Regions from separate parts of the Mus musculus genome. Here regions 2, 3 and 4 are each linked to region 1. The links are chromatin contacts, called in public HiChIP or PLAC-seq and promoter capture Hi-C maps. All regions are on one chromosome and are shown on one strand. The core of a region is the stretch at or near the end of the contact, and the rest is flanking DNA. Distances in the headings are between cores, read along the strand shown. Region 1 holds the start of 1700016H13Rik (RIKEN cDNA 1700016H13 gene). Region 2 overlaps Mapk10 (mitogen-activated protein kinase 10). Region 3 holds the start of Mapk10 (mitogen-activated protein kinase 10). Region 4 holds the start of Hsd17b13 (hydroxysteroid (17-beta) dehydrogenase 13).

Region 1 (3,265 bases), core at 551-3,050:
TTGGTTTGATCAACTTAGAAACCTCTCTTTTCTCATTTCAAAGGCTTGCTTCGGTGTGAAGTCTTGCTAGAATTGTCTATTGGCTTTAACTGTCCACTTGACACAGCCAGGAGTGGCCTAAGAAGGGATACTCAACTGAGGGATTTCTCAGATCACAAGGCCTCTGGCCATATCATCTGTGGGGAATGGGGCCCAGCCCGCTGCAGGCTGTGCCACTACCTGGAAGGTGATCTGGGATAAGGCTAGCTGAGCGTAAGCCTGTGAGCTTGCCAGCTAGCAGCGTTTCTCCGTGGTTTCTGCTTCAAGCTTCTGCCCTGCTTTCCTTCAGTGATGACGTGTAATCTAAAAGCATCCTGGAAATGAAGCTGACTAAATCCTTCCCTCCCCTGAGTGCACATTTTAACTTTTCAGATTATTTTATGTAGGTGTTTTGCTTGCATATATGTCTATTTCACGCATGCTTTGTGCCCATTTGGTCCAGAAGGGGGCGACAGATCTAATAAAACCGGAGTTAGGGACGGTTGTGAGCCACCTTGTGGGAGGTTGCAGGAAACCAATCTCAGGTCCTTTGCAAGAGCTCTTAATCCATGAGCTTCGTCTCTAACCCCTGTTCATATATTCTTACAAAAGTACCATTCAGGAAGCTGGAAAGATGGATCACCCATTAAGAGCACAAACAGCTTTTGCAAATAGGACCTAGGTTTGGTTGCCAGCATCTACAGAGAGACGCTGTAACACCTGTAACTTCAATACCAGCGGATCCGACACAGTCTTTTGGTCTTCATGGGCACCTGCTCAAATGCAGTGTGAATACAGAGGCAGGTACAAACAAAATAAAAATAATTTTCAACTAGTCTTTTTAAGACAAAATCTAGATCCATTCAAGTGCTTCCATATACTCCAGTAACAATGCGAACAGAAGTGCCCAGCCCCTGTTGCAAGCTCCAGCCATGGTAATGTGTGTGTGTGTGTGTATGTGTGTGTATGTGTGTACTTACACTTTATAACAGCTGCCCTTCAAAATGGTTTGTACTGTGTTCCTTCTTGGCAAGCCATACGCCATGACAAATGATCACAGTGGTTTCCTTACATAGGAGCCTGATGTAACATCTGCACCGCTGTTTGCACTTTGCCTGAAAGAACAGCGACAGGCCTAATTAACAGCTCTCATTTGAATAGTTTTATGGCCAAATAATCAAAGGCTAGGAGAAAGCATTTAGGGCTGTCAAGAATCATAAACATTCACTGGACCTGAACCATGAACATACGAGCTAGTTCTGTTCATTTCCAGGAAGTCGCTCAATCAGTTCAGTAAGAGTCTAAGGTGAGGGAAAGCCAGGCGAGGGTCATCCGGAGCAAGACTGCAGTTGGTAACCCCCACCCCACCCCCCCCCACCCCCCACCCCCCCCACCCCCGCACCCAGGCACGGTAGGCGGTCATTGAGTACTCCTGAGTCCCGTCGCCTGGTCTCGTAGCTGCGCGCCCTAGTGGTTGTGGTGGGGACAACGACCCAGCCTCACCGGCATGGAACCCCAGGGGTGCGCTGGCTACCTAAGGGCACGGCCCTTTCCTGCTCTCAGTTCCAGACAGAACCGGCTAGGGCGCGGTAGCGAGTGCCGGCCTCGCCCTTCCAGCCCGTGCTGCTCCCGGAACCCCTGTACCCCACAGGTCAGCCGCACCCTGGCCGCGCCCCCGACCCAGGGCAGCTCGCGCTAGGTGCACATGGCCGCGCACTCGCAGCGGCCCAGCCGCCGACTTGCGCCGGCTTGCTTGCTCGTGCTCCTGCTTGCTGGTGCGCCTGATTGCTCAGGTGCGGGGCTCATCAGGCGCTCACCCGGCGCCTACCCTGCGTCACCCGGTGCCTCAATAAAGGGCTTTGTGTGCGCGCGGGGCGCAGATCCAGCCTGCCTAATGGGAGTCACTTCGCCCCAGTGGGTGACAGTCATTGTCCCACGCCCACTCTCGAGGATCCAGCGACAGCTCCGTGTTCCTGTTCATGTAGGCACCTCTTAGGGTCCCAAGCAAACCGTGGCACTATGCGGGAGGGTTTTGCTAGAGTTGTCCCTTGCTAACACCAGGACATTCCCTGTGTCCCTCCGTCGAGCCTAAATGACGTCATAAAGCAAAGAGGCTATCATATGTGTATGTTTCACGGGTTATGAGAACTAAAGACTAGGCCTGAGAGCTTCTAGCCCGAGGTAAGGGTTATATCATTGTGAGTTTAGTATCAACGCTATGAAACAGAGGGTTCTGTTGAGAGGGAAGGAATGAAACTCCTCCATTTATAGTGAATTCAGGGCGAGCTTTTAAGGTTAAATACTCTGATCCCTCTACCTGTCGCTGTTCTTTTCTGTTTTTGTTGAAACAGTCCAGACTGGCCTAGAACCACTATGTAGCCCAGGCTTGCTTCAGACTTGCAGCAAATCTATTTCAGCTTCCCAAGTGCTAGGCTGGAGCTACAGGAAAGTACCATCCGCCCTGCCTAGCAAATTCTCCTAGCGCAAAGAATGAACACACACACGCACACACACACACACACACACACACACACACACACACACACACACACACACACACACGCAGAGCAGGATAGTGATCTATCACTGAGCCTAGAATGTCCCGGAAAACATGTCCGGGCTTCCTCCATTTTCCAAAAGAAAAAGAAAAAATAAAAGTTGTGGGAAGTTACGGGACGAGCTGCATGATGGGATGTCCGCCAGCAACTGCGGAGCTGGCTTATCTGTAGAAGGTACTTCTGTGCCTACAAGAAACTAGAATGTATAGAAGCCCGATTCATTGTGTCTGTAGTCCAAATGGGGAATGTCTGTGCCACAGGGGTGAAGCCCCCCACCATGGATTATGTGACCAGTGTAGGAGAGTTCAGCCCGATTTGATTTCAGTTAGCATAGATGGAGACTGCAATGTGCCCACCAGCCTTAGTTTGGTTCCAAGCACCCGTGTGGTGGCTCACAGCCATCAACAACTCAGACTCCTGGGTGTGCAGCACCCTCTTCTGAACTCCGAAGGCACCAGGCATGCATGGAGTGCACATACATACACAGTCTTGACTGAAACTCCATAGAGACCCAAAGCTAGAACCATCAACTCAACAGCTCCAGGATTTCTGGTTGTTAGAAAATAAAACAGATTTAGAATCTAGTTCAACTGAACCCAGGGGCCATCTGGTTACAATACTCAGCACCAAAGTGGCTCTTGTGGTGGCATATGTGTGCATGCCCAGCATTTGGGAGGTAGAGGCAGGAG
Region 2 (3,265 bases), core at 521-3,020, 460 kb before region 1:
AGGATGTGGAGGCTTTCCCATGTGAGATCCAGATCACCCAATCCCATCTTTTCTGTATCCACATGTCTGTCCTTTCTCATTCCTTCATCCTCCTAGTTAGAGCTCCTACAGTGAAGCATGCAAGGACTTGGCAAGACACAAATGAGGTCACACATGTGATAACCTCAGATATCACCTGCCGCAAAAGTAACTTCTACAAGCATTTTTTTTCTAATTACTACTTAACAATCAGCCTTCAGGAATGCAAAATTATCTAATAATCCCATGAGAAATTAGACCAAGCACTTTCCACCTCTTCCTCCTAGGAAGGCTGTGAAGAAGACATTATTACTGCTATTTGTAAAATTATTTCCAATTTTTCAAAAAGATCACAAAGGACACTGAATTACCAAGGCAGCAAATGTTTTAGGCCAGTGGTTCTCAACCTGTGGCTCACAACCCCCTTGGGCTTCAATGACCCGTTCTCAGGGGGTCAACTAAGACCGTTTGGCTATCAAATAGTTATATTATAATCCATAACAGTAGCAAAATTGCAGTTATGAAGTAGCAACAGAAATAATTTCATGGTTGGGAGCCACCACAACATGAGGAACTGTTCTAAAGGGTGGTATCATTGAGAAGGTTGATGTTTAAACAGTAATCAAGTCTAACTCTATGCCCAAAATGTTAACTTGTTACCTCATGTTATTATCTCTTTTGTAAACTTATGAGCTACAGGAAACCCACTCAGATCCACCTCTCATGGACCAGATAGACTCCATCCGGATAAGTACATCTGCCTAAAATTCCCACTTATGACCTATTACAGACGGTGATTCCTCTGATTTTCAAATGTACATCTTAAGAAAAAAAATGTCTTTCTTCCAAACGTACTTAATCTCTATCTATAATAAATACGTATGTGTGTTTCAGCATCTTGTCAAGTCCAGGCGCTTGCTACATCTAGGACAGCTCCAGAGAAGCAGACTCCAGATGCTCCAGGACCTGTTCCCTCTGACCTGTCCTCAGATGGCTCCACAGACCCTGGACAGCAGGAAACAGCCAACTCTCCTAAGACTGGACAAGCATCCCCCATACCCATTCTTCTAGGTTCCCTAGAGACATGTTGCCCTCCCAAAGCCAGCTGGAAGTAGCCAGATATCACAACGACCCTATTCCTGCTTTGCCATCACTGCTCTTCCATTTTTTTTCTTTTTTAATTAAAACAAAATGGGGGAATGTTAGCATTCTGTCTAACACAGTTAACTATCTAACAGTTACCTGGCAACAACCAGGTAGGCCTGACCCACTATAAAAGGGGCTGCTTGCCCCTTCCTCCCTCTCTTTTTCTCTTGCTCTTTCCTTCTAGCTCCTACTCTGTCCCCTCACCCCTTCCCCATTCCATTCCTCCCTCTCTCCACATGGCCGGCCTCAACTCCTCCTCTACTTCTCTCTCTCTCTCTGCCTTCCTCTGCCTAGATACCCTGTATCTCTCTTTCTTCAATTAATTCTTTTGAAAGTAGTACAATTAATGTTCCTATTTTACAAATGAAAAATAAAGAAAAAGAAAATGAGAGTAAAACATTAGGTAACACAGCCAACATTACACATCTAGAACATGGTCACAATATCCTCATCTCATACAAAAAGGTAAATGAAAGCGAGGTCCTGGATTCTGACCTCTATGAACTCCCACCAGAGACAAAGGATCACGATTTACTGAGTACTCCTGCCTCGAGGTTCATCTCAAGTCTCTGAGCCAGCATGACTAAGAGAAATACTGAACTGCAGGAGCCTTGGAGGAGGGGGCAGAAGAAATGCTAATGCTTCTCATTAGCATTCCTATCCGATCTTCCTGCCACTTTCACTAGCAGCTGTTTTCAGTAGCCCTTTTCAACCCCTCTAGATAATTTAAAAAGGATATGATTTACTGTTAACAAAGAGGGATCAACTTTTCATGGGAAGCAAACCTTCATTTCACTCCTGTCCGCAAGAAGTTAGATATAATACAGACAAGGTAGTCACTCACCATACAGCGGCTACAAAGAAGAGAACCTACCAATCATGTATTTAGGCAAAACCCACAAGAAAGTAAGACTATCGCCTCCCAGTGCCTAATGGCTAGTAACTGATAGGATGCTCAGTTAGAACACTCACTGGCAGAATTAGTCAACTCTTAGCATCTTTGTGCAGATTAGGAAAATGAGCCTTGACTTGGTAAGCAGAACTAAGGTCGTCGTTGGAAGCCTAGTCCCACCAAGCCTCAATGCTACATACCAAGGACATGGTATATGTCCCATGGAGAGCTGGGTGGACCAGTCATTGCATAGGAAGGTCCTTTCAACATTTTAGAGACGCTTGATCAATATGGAGATGCATACTATTGTGGATCTTCAAAAAGAAAATCACAGGACTCAAAATTGAAGGTTCCTTTGCCAGCAAAGGATCCAATGGCACTCGATAGCTGCTGGAAGGAGAAAATTAGCTTTTGTTTTAATCATAGGTTCAACGCAGCATACGGTCAGTGCCATACTCAAGAGCAGTTGGGCAATACAGATTGGACTCAATGGTTTTCAAAAACAGAGAAAGAGAATGCAAAGTTGGGTGGGTAGGGAGTCAGGGGATCTGGGAGGAGTTAGAGAGGTGACTAAATCAATACCACATATGAAATTCTCAAATTATTAATAAAAAATAGTTTTTAAAAGAAGGTAGAAGCAAATTTTCTTCATAGGACAATTTTGTGGAAATCTACTATAGGAGGGATAACTAGTCAATAGAGCAAAGTTATTGGATTCTCTATATTCATGGCTGAAACAAGTATCTGTTTGCCTTTACTGGATGATGAAAAAAAGGCCAACTAGAACACATGAAAAGATAAGTAAAATGTAAGAATCTGCATGTATTCTTCAGAATGTTGATGTTCAAGTATGAGGCCCTGAATTAACTACTGACCAATTAATACAGAATTCATATATATATATACACACCCACACACATACGCACATACTCACATAGATACGCATACATACACACATGAACATGTGCATGTGCGCGCGCACACACATATGCACATGCACACACATGCACACATACACCCACACATACCTGCACACACATGCACACATACACACATACATACATACATACATACATACATACAATGCACACAATCATGCAAATACACATGTACACACATACACATGCACACATATACACACATGCACATACACACATACATACATGTGCACAAATGCGCTCACACACATGCACATAGACTCAAACACAG
Region 3 (3,265 bases), core at 257-2,756, 440 kb before region 1:
AGCATGTAAACAACCTTGTGGCTGCTTCAAAACCTAGTGCCCTGGGGTAAGCCATTCCTTTCTGTGGCCAAATTGCAATGCCCTTGAAAGTTATCTGCAGAAGAGAGTCAAAGCAGCACCTAGGTCCTTCTATTTAAATGTCGGAAGGAAAAGGATATGTATTTTTTTCCTTGAAATATCCATAACCTGATTTACTTGGAGGTTTTTCAAATAAAGCACTCTTATTCTCTGAAGCACAAACACATAAATTCTGATAACTGTATCATCAAGCTCCTTTCCAATGACAGCTTTTTTTTTTCTTTCTGAAAATGCTCTGACATTTCTAGGGGACACAGTATCTCAGCACTGAATACCTGGGAACCTTGCCATAGAAAAATGCTGCCTGCTGTGACTGAGAGATCACTTTCTTAAAGGGACCTTCACCTGGGTGGCTGCGGTGCCGCCGGTGTTTGCTCCTTTCCCTGGTCTGTTCCCTGTCCTGTGTTCCTGTCTGCAGCCCAAATTTAGCTCAGGGTCTTTCTACAAGAGGAACATAGTTTCTAATATTTTGGTAAATACCTCTAAACTGCAAGAATGTATTCTAGAATATTTAAAGTTAAACCGGTCTGGAAATAAACATTTATGTTTACTAATAACATTTTTGAATGTTTTATGAGACCCATAGCATTTCTCAGTTAAAGTGAGATCCAGACTCCTCTCTCTCTCTCTCTCTCTCCTCTCTCTCTCTCTCTCTCTCTCTTTCTCTCTCTTTCCTCTCCCCCCTTACCCCCCTCGTGTGTGTTTCTCTTACTCTGCCAAGTCATAACAATAATGGTCTGTCCCACCTTCTAGAATTCTTCACTCCAAACAGAAAGATTTTAGCCTCCATCTGAGAAGAGATGCTTTGCCCAGAGAGAAACACCAGTTTTCTGCCTCACAGATAGTACACTTGATTAAACCGGCTCTCCAACACCATCACTTCCTACTTTCTCATGCTCTCTCCCATTCCACCAGGAACGATGACAGATATCATCCACCCTCCCAAACCAGGTTAGAACCCAGAATGAGCAAGGAGCCACCTACCATTCCGTGCCTGAGAACTAGGATCCTGGTCCGGCTGTTTGCCCCAGAAATCCTCCCTACTGGGTAGTCATTAGCCACATTCCAAACCGGAGTAAGGAGCAGAGTCTTTGGAGGTGTAGCGATTGTTTAAAAATAATAACAGACAGGTGATTTCCAAGAAGACCCAATCTTTAGCTCACTCAAGCCCCTAGTAATTGAGGAGTGAGGAGGAAAAAGGAAATTTGTAAAAATGAAAATAGAAAAAAAAAAGGGTAAGCATATAAGAAGCACCACCCACCCCCCATAAAAATAAACTGAGACGACGAGGAGGCTTAAGAGAAGAGAGAGCGGCTTGCTGAATCACCCTCTCACTGCCTGGAAACCATTGTGCAGCGGGAGGCTGCCTGTACCATTGTGGAACCTACCAGAGGAGACGGACAGAGGGCTTGGGGAATGGGGTTGCTATGGCAACTGAAAGGAGCACACATGACGTCAAAGCCCAGAGAGGTCTAGGGAGGGGTAGGAGGAGGAAAGAGAAAAAGGAAAAAGTCTATCTGTGGCTACAGCTACCTCGTTTTCTGGCAAAATGAGAAGCAGGCTTCGGAACTTGGCAACCAAAATATGCGAATTCAGCGTGCGGGGGGGGGGGGGTGGTGGGGGTGGTAGGGGGGGTGGAATTCTGCACGAAGCCAAAGAGCATCCTCCCTGCTGCTCCAGCTCTGCACAGCACCAAGGGCAGATCAAACAGCCATTGGGAAGCCAGTCACCCCGGATTTTCAACTACCTCAGCTTTTTACAAACAGCGAAGGAAGGCAGAGGTGTACCATCTCTCTGAATGTGAAAACAAACAAGAGATGAATTCAACCTCAGAAGAGATGCAAGATTGGACCTGCGTCTGGACCATAGAGGTCATTTGTCCAACCCCATTTCTTCTTAGTCTCCCTATTTTTGTACAAACCCTGCATAAATATCCGCTAAAGCAAACTGGCTAGACCGGTATTTATAGTGCAGTTTAAGGTAGAAAGAAACTACTGACAATTTGAGTTAATAAATTAAGGGTACTGTGGTATTCTTTTTCTGGTTTCAGAAAATTCCATGGGAAACTAATACAAATTGAATTTACTACATATCTAATTTTTAAGCAAATTTTCTGACTTTGCTATATGAAATTTTAAATCATGTATATATGTGTGTGTGTGTGTGTGTGTGTGTATAGATATAGATGATATAGATATGGATGATATAGATATAGATGGAATGATCCCTAGAGTACTTTCACTATTAAAATGTTTACCAAAACAATTTTCACCTTATTTCACATATAGCATCATTTCAATACATATTTTGAAAGTAATCCTAGTCTTTGGACTTTTCAAGCTACACAATTAGATTCAATGCTGGTTTTTCTCAAACATCTTTTAGATGGGTTTCCATCTATTGAACCAAAGTGATGCTAAAATTCATGTTTTCACACCGTGCTCTGGAACTGGCCCACTGACTTGAGCGAGGAGCCCCTGTCCCTCTGCCGTAGGGTTATGAGTAAGGTTAAACAGGTGTAAAGCCAGCAGAGATGGCGGACCCTGCGATGCATCATGAGATCCTGAGGGACCACATCGAGTTTTCAGTCCCCGAGATGTTTTACCCGAGAAGAAAGCCCAGAAAGGAAAAGTTGTGTGAGCTCTCGCTCTACAACTCCCAACATGTTGTTGGTTGTTTCTGTGTTCTGAATTCAAGTCCCATGAGAACCAGTAGCTGACTGCTAATTTTTACTCTCCACTTGGGTCTACTTATACATTATGACTGCCTGGTATAAACTATGGATGAACAGCCAAGCAACTTCACAGTAGACAGCTTCTAAATTATTGGTCTAAATGTCCTTCCTTTCCTCTGCTTCTCTCTCTCCACCTTTTCTGTGCTAGGAACCAGAGGTCAAGGCCTACATATGCTAAGCCAGCCCTGTGCCACCATGCAGCATCCCCAATGTGTTTCCATGGCAAAGTCAATCCCAATAATGACATTGACAAGGAAACACTGGACTTCGGCTCTTACCTTGCACTCTGAACAAATACTAAAGCAAGAGAAGTTATATGCCACAACATGAGAGTTAAAAAAAAAATCTGTAAAGCTTGTAAAATAATGTCTGTCCTCTAAATGAAAAACAAAATTCTGATTTTGGAGTAAGATTTTTTTTTTTTTTTTTTTTTTTTTTTTTTTTTTTGGTTTT
Region 4 (3,265 bases), core at 193-2,692, 320 kb after region 1:
TGACAGCAGCGGTTTGTGGTTTCCTTGTAGTGCTGAGGCTCACACCCAGCCACAACTGGATCTAATATCTAGTTTGTATATTCTAGATAATTGTTGTACCGCTGGGCTACATCCCCAGTCCAGTTCTTCAAAGATTACAATCCCAGAGACAGTTTGTTGTGGCACATCTTTTTCACGACCTTTTGGGAATGTGCATGTTTAGGAGAAAGTGACACAGGACGTCAACACTTTCAGACTTAAGGTAGTTAAGAGCATTTATAAATAAACAGAGATCAACAACCTCTTAAATGTACTAGTGAAAGCCAGGCACTGGTGTAGACATTTCCATATGTGATGCTGCGTGCACCAGGCCATGCTAAGCACTTAAGTATTATTCTTTACCCTTCTTGCTCAGGACCCGGCAAGTATTTTTTCTTCTTCTGCAAAAGGTCAGATGTAAGTATTTTAGGATTGCTGGAGTGTGAGTGGAAGTACCATGGGTTTCTGCTGTTAGTTCTTCATGTGGTTTTGTTTGTTTGTTTTGAGAATCAATCCCTCAAATGTGTAAAAACCTGAGCGGTTGCTCGGTGATAGAGTGCTTGCCTGGCACGTGCTAAGGTACTGTGGCTCAGTGGTAGGTACTAAGACCCAGCTTCAGTCTATCACAGAAAGGAACAAATGAATAACAGAATAAATGAAAATCTAAAAGTATAAAAGTCACCCCTAGCTGTAATAAACTGCATATTGGCCAATTTGGTTGCTGGCAATCATTACCTGTAGATTTTGTCTCCCTCTGAGATTTTATCCCAATGGTAGAGTTTTTTGTTTGTTTTTTGTTTTTTAAATTTGAAGTTGAGGTAAGTTATGTGGCTTGCCTAATTTCAGCAGCTGGGAAGCTCTCTGGCTCCTGCGTCTCTTGTTATCAAGTTGTACACCACAGTAGAACCAACCAACCAACCAACCAACCAGTCAAACAAAATGAAACCCCCCAGGCTTAGTTCTCCAGCTCGTTGGTTCCATCTTGTTCACCTGTCGCAGGGATCCAGAAAGGACCCAGGAGTTTATTAAAACTTTGAAAAAGGAAAACACAGAGAAAAGCCAGCACTAAGTTACGTCTCTAGAGAAACATATGCCTTGTTATTTTGTGACTTTAAAAGATTGTTAGAAACACCTATTATTACCTTATTGATATCCCATAGAACCAGTCTGCTTTTCTGCTTTGCAAATTCATATGCAGTCAGCCTGCCTATTCCGTGTCCGGCCCCCGTGATGAGAACGGTCTGCCCGGTCACAGATTTCCTTCTCCGGGGAATGAAGAACTTTACCAGTGACTCCAGGTAGGAGTAGATGATGACGCCCACCAGAAGGAGAAATTCCAGGATGAGGTTCATGGCTCTGTTCTCACAACAGACACCTCTGCTCAGAGCTCCACAGAGAGCCCTGTCAGGTATTATGGGCTGCTGCAGAAGAGGCAGACTTTGACTGTGTCCCCTGACGAATCAGATACACCTTTGGTTTTTGAAATGATGCCAGTCTCTAACACAAGCGCAGCATAGGTCAGGGAACCCAGTGGGATGTGCCCTTTGGACCTGGTTATCTGAAAAGCAGTTATGCACCATGTTTCGACATGAAACTTCACCTCTCAAAGCTATTCTGGAAGTATTGCATCAGCTAATGGTCTGTTATCATTTGAATGTGTGTGTGTGTGTGTGTGTGCATGCACGAACACAAGCAAGCACATGTGTGCATTCATGTTAAATCAGGGTTGGGGGAATTAGAAATAGAAACATTATATTAAAGAAACTTTAAGGGATTAGTGACATGGCTTAGCAGTCAAAGTGCTTGCCATGCAAGCCTTTTACCTGAATATGATCCCCAAATCCATAGTGGAAGGAGATAGCCAACTCTACACACACATACACACAGAGAGGGAGACACACACACATAGACACACACTCATGTACACACACAGACACAGACACACTTACATACAGATGCACACATACAAACATACATGCATAGATACATACACACACATACACACACGCATAGACACATATACATGACACATATACATGTACACACACAGACACACACATGCACACACATACACAAATGCACACACTCACATACACACAGACACACATGCACACACACACACATGCATATAAAGTAAAAATGAGGAAGCTAAAATATGGGTCAACAAAGCTTAGCTGTTGAACGCATGCATTCACAGTTATGATCTTCCTCTGAAACCCCTGAGGTGGAGGAGAATGTAGGTTATAGGAAACAGCCAGTTCTCGCCATAACACTGGGAAAATCACCAGACCAGATATCATACACGTCAACTTAAAAGTGCTGCCACTGTCTCAGCCTGGGCGGTGGTGACAAATACTGTGGGCTAGGTGGCTTATTACACAGTCCTAGTGTCTGTGTAACCTAAGCTGTATGTGTGTCAAGTGGGAACTGGCATCTTGGTTTGCAGACAGCTGTCATTTCATGGCCACTGCACCCCAAAGAATGAGGAGGAACTTCTCTGTGGTCAACTTTATAAAAACCATAGACAGCCATCGTGACGTAATCACCTCCCAAAGTTCCAACATTCTATATTAATAGGAGCTAGATTCCAGCATAAGAAATTAAGGGGACACATTCTGGATAGAGTAACTTCTAATAGTGGAAAAGGAGAGATCACCCTTGTCCATCAATGGATGGGTAAAATATCAGACATACATACGATGGGATAGTATTCTTCCTTTAAAGAAAGAAATTCAGATACATGCTACAACATGGTGATCCTCAGTTATAATATGCAAAAGGAAATAAGCCAGACACAAAACCTCCCACGTTCTGAATCTGTTTGTATGAGGCACCTAAGACAGTGAGAGGCCAAACCTACTCCATCTTAGGACCAACCTCCATCTTAAAGGAAAAACCAAAAGCCTGACAACTTGACCTGCAGCAGAACCCAAGCTGGACCCATGTACCAGGATGGACTCCACGGCTTGTTCTTGGCCAGAGTTACTCCTAGATACTTCCTAGCAACAGTTAATCAAATATCAGTCAGATTGTTTCAGATGTACTTTCAGACCATTTGTGACTGTATACAGTTTTGCTTCAGAGCACCCACCTGTCGGTCTACAATAGACATTCAGTTAGTTGCTTGCCAGGATAGACACCCTCTCACTTACTTCCATTTCCTATAAAACCTTGTCCTGCTGAGGGTTTGAGGAGGGCCCAAGCCAGAGATTTTAATAAGGAGACCCTAATGCTATTACATTTGAAA

Evidence for each region. Promoter capture Hi-C pulls out the DNA fragments that hold promoters and counts their contacts. HiChIP or PLAC-seq counts read pairs in DNA pulled down with a chosen protein or histone mark. Capture Hi-C pulls out chosen DNA fragments and counts their contacts.
Region 2: an H3K27ac HiChIP or PLAC-seq map of embryonic stem cells shows a contact between it and region 1, with 3 times the contacts expected there. The contact joins the enhancer-like site here to the promoter of 1700016H13Rik in region 1. A contact is called at or near these places in 1 of 39 promoter capture datasets (liver), 1 of 484 Hi-C or Micro-C datasets (cerebral cortex), 3 of 115 datasets of contacts at active chromatin or transcription factors (embryonic basal ganglia, embryonic forebrain and embryonic stem cells) and 2 of 9 other capture datasets (adipose tissue and embryonic stem cells).
Region 3: a contact with region 1 is called in a promoter capture Hi-C map of adipose tissue. The contact joins the promoter of Mapk10 here to the promoter of 1700016H13Rik in region 1. A contact is called at or near these places in 6 of 39 promoter capture datasets (cranial neural crest, frontonasal cranial neural crest, hippocampal neurons and 2 more), 2 of 484 Hi-C or Micro-C datasets (cerebral cortex and pancreatic cancer cells), 5 of 115 datasets of contacts at active chromatin or transcription factors (embryonic basal ganglia, embryonic forebrain, embryonic stem cells and 2 more) and 2 of 9 other capture datasets (adipose tissue and embryonic stem cells).
Region 4: a contact with region 1 is called in a promoter capture Hi-C map of pre-B cells, with 3 times the contacts expected there. The contact joins the promoter of Hsd17b13 here to the promoter of 1700016H13Rik in region 1. A contact is called at or near these places in 2 of 39 promoter capture datasets (hippocampal neurons and pre-B cells) and 3 of 9 other capture datasets (adipose tissue, liver and pancreatic islet).

What each region holds. Positions count from the first base shown.
Region 1 is chr5:103,653,924-103,657,188 of GRCm38.p6, forward strand. It overlaps 1700016H13Rik (RIKEN cDNA 1700016H13 gene), which reads right to left and starts at 1,801. Exons shown (of 4, transcript NM_028824.1): 1 at 1,522-1,801; 2 at 999-1,133. The coding sequence starts at 1,063. Gm42138 (a long non-coding RNA gene) reads left to right here and starts at 1,774. Exons shown (of 3, transcript XR_880498.2): 1 at 1,774-2,199.
Region 2 is chr5:103,190,016-103,193,280 of GRCm38.p6, forward strand. All of the region lies in intron 2 of Mapk10 (mitogen-activated protein kinase 10), which reads right to left. Among named protein-coding and RNA genes, the nearest start is that of Mapk10, 20 kb to the right of the region's middle. Within about 2 kb of position 1,771, at least 29 of the 459 cell types and tissues checked have an H3K27ac peak or open chromatin away from gene starts, as enhancers often do. A contact at or near this core is called in embryonic basal ganglia and embryonic stem cells, where this site is marked.
Region 3 is chr5:103,209,828-103,213,092 of GRCm38.p6, forward strand. Mapk10 (mitogen-activated protein kinase 10) reads right to left here and starts at 1,507. Exons shown (of 14, transcript NM_001081567.2): 1 at 1,063-1,507.
Region 4 is chr5:103,975,946-103,979,210 of GRCm38.p6, forward strand. It overlaps Hsd17b13 (hydroxysteroid (17-beta) dehydrogenase 13), which reads right to left and starts at 1,443. Exons shown (of 7, transcript NM_001163486.1): 1 at 1,161-1,443. The coding sequence starts at 1,370.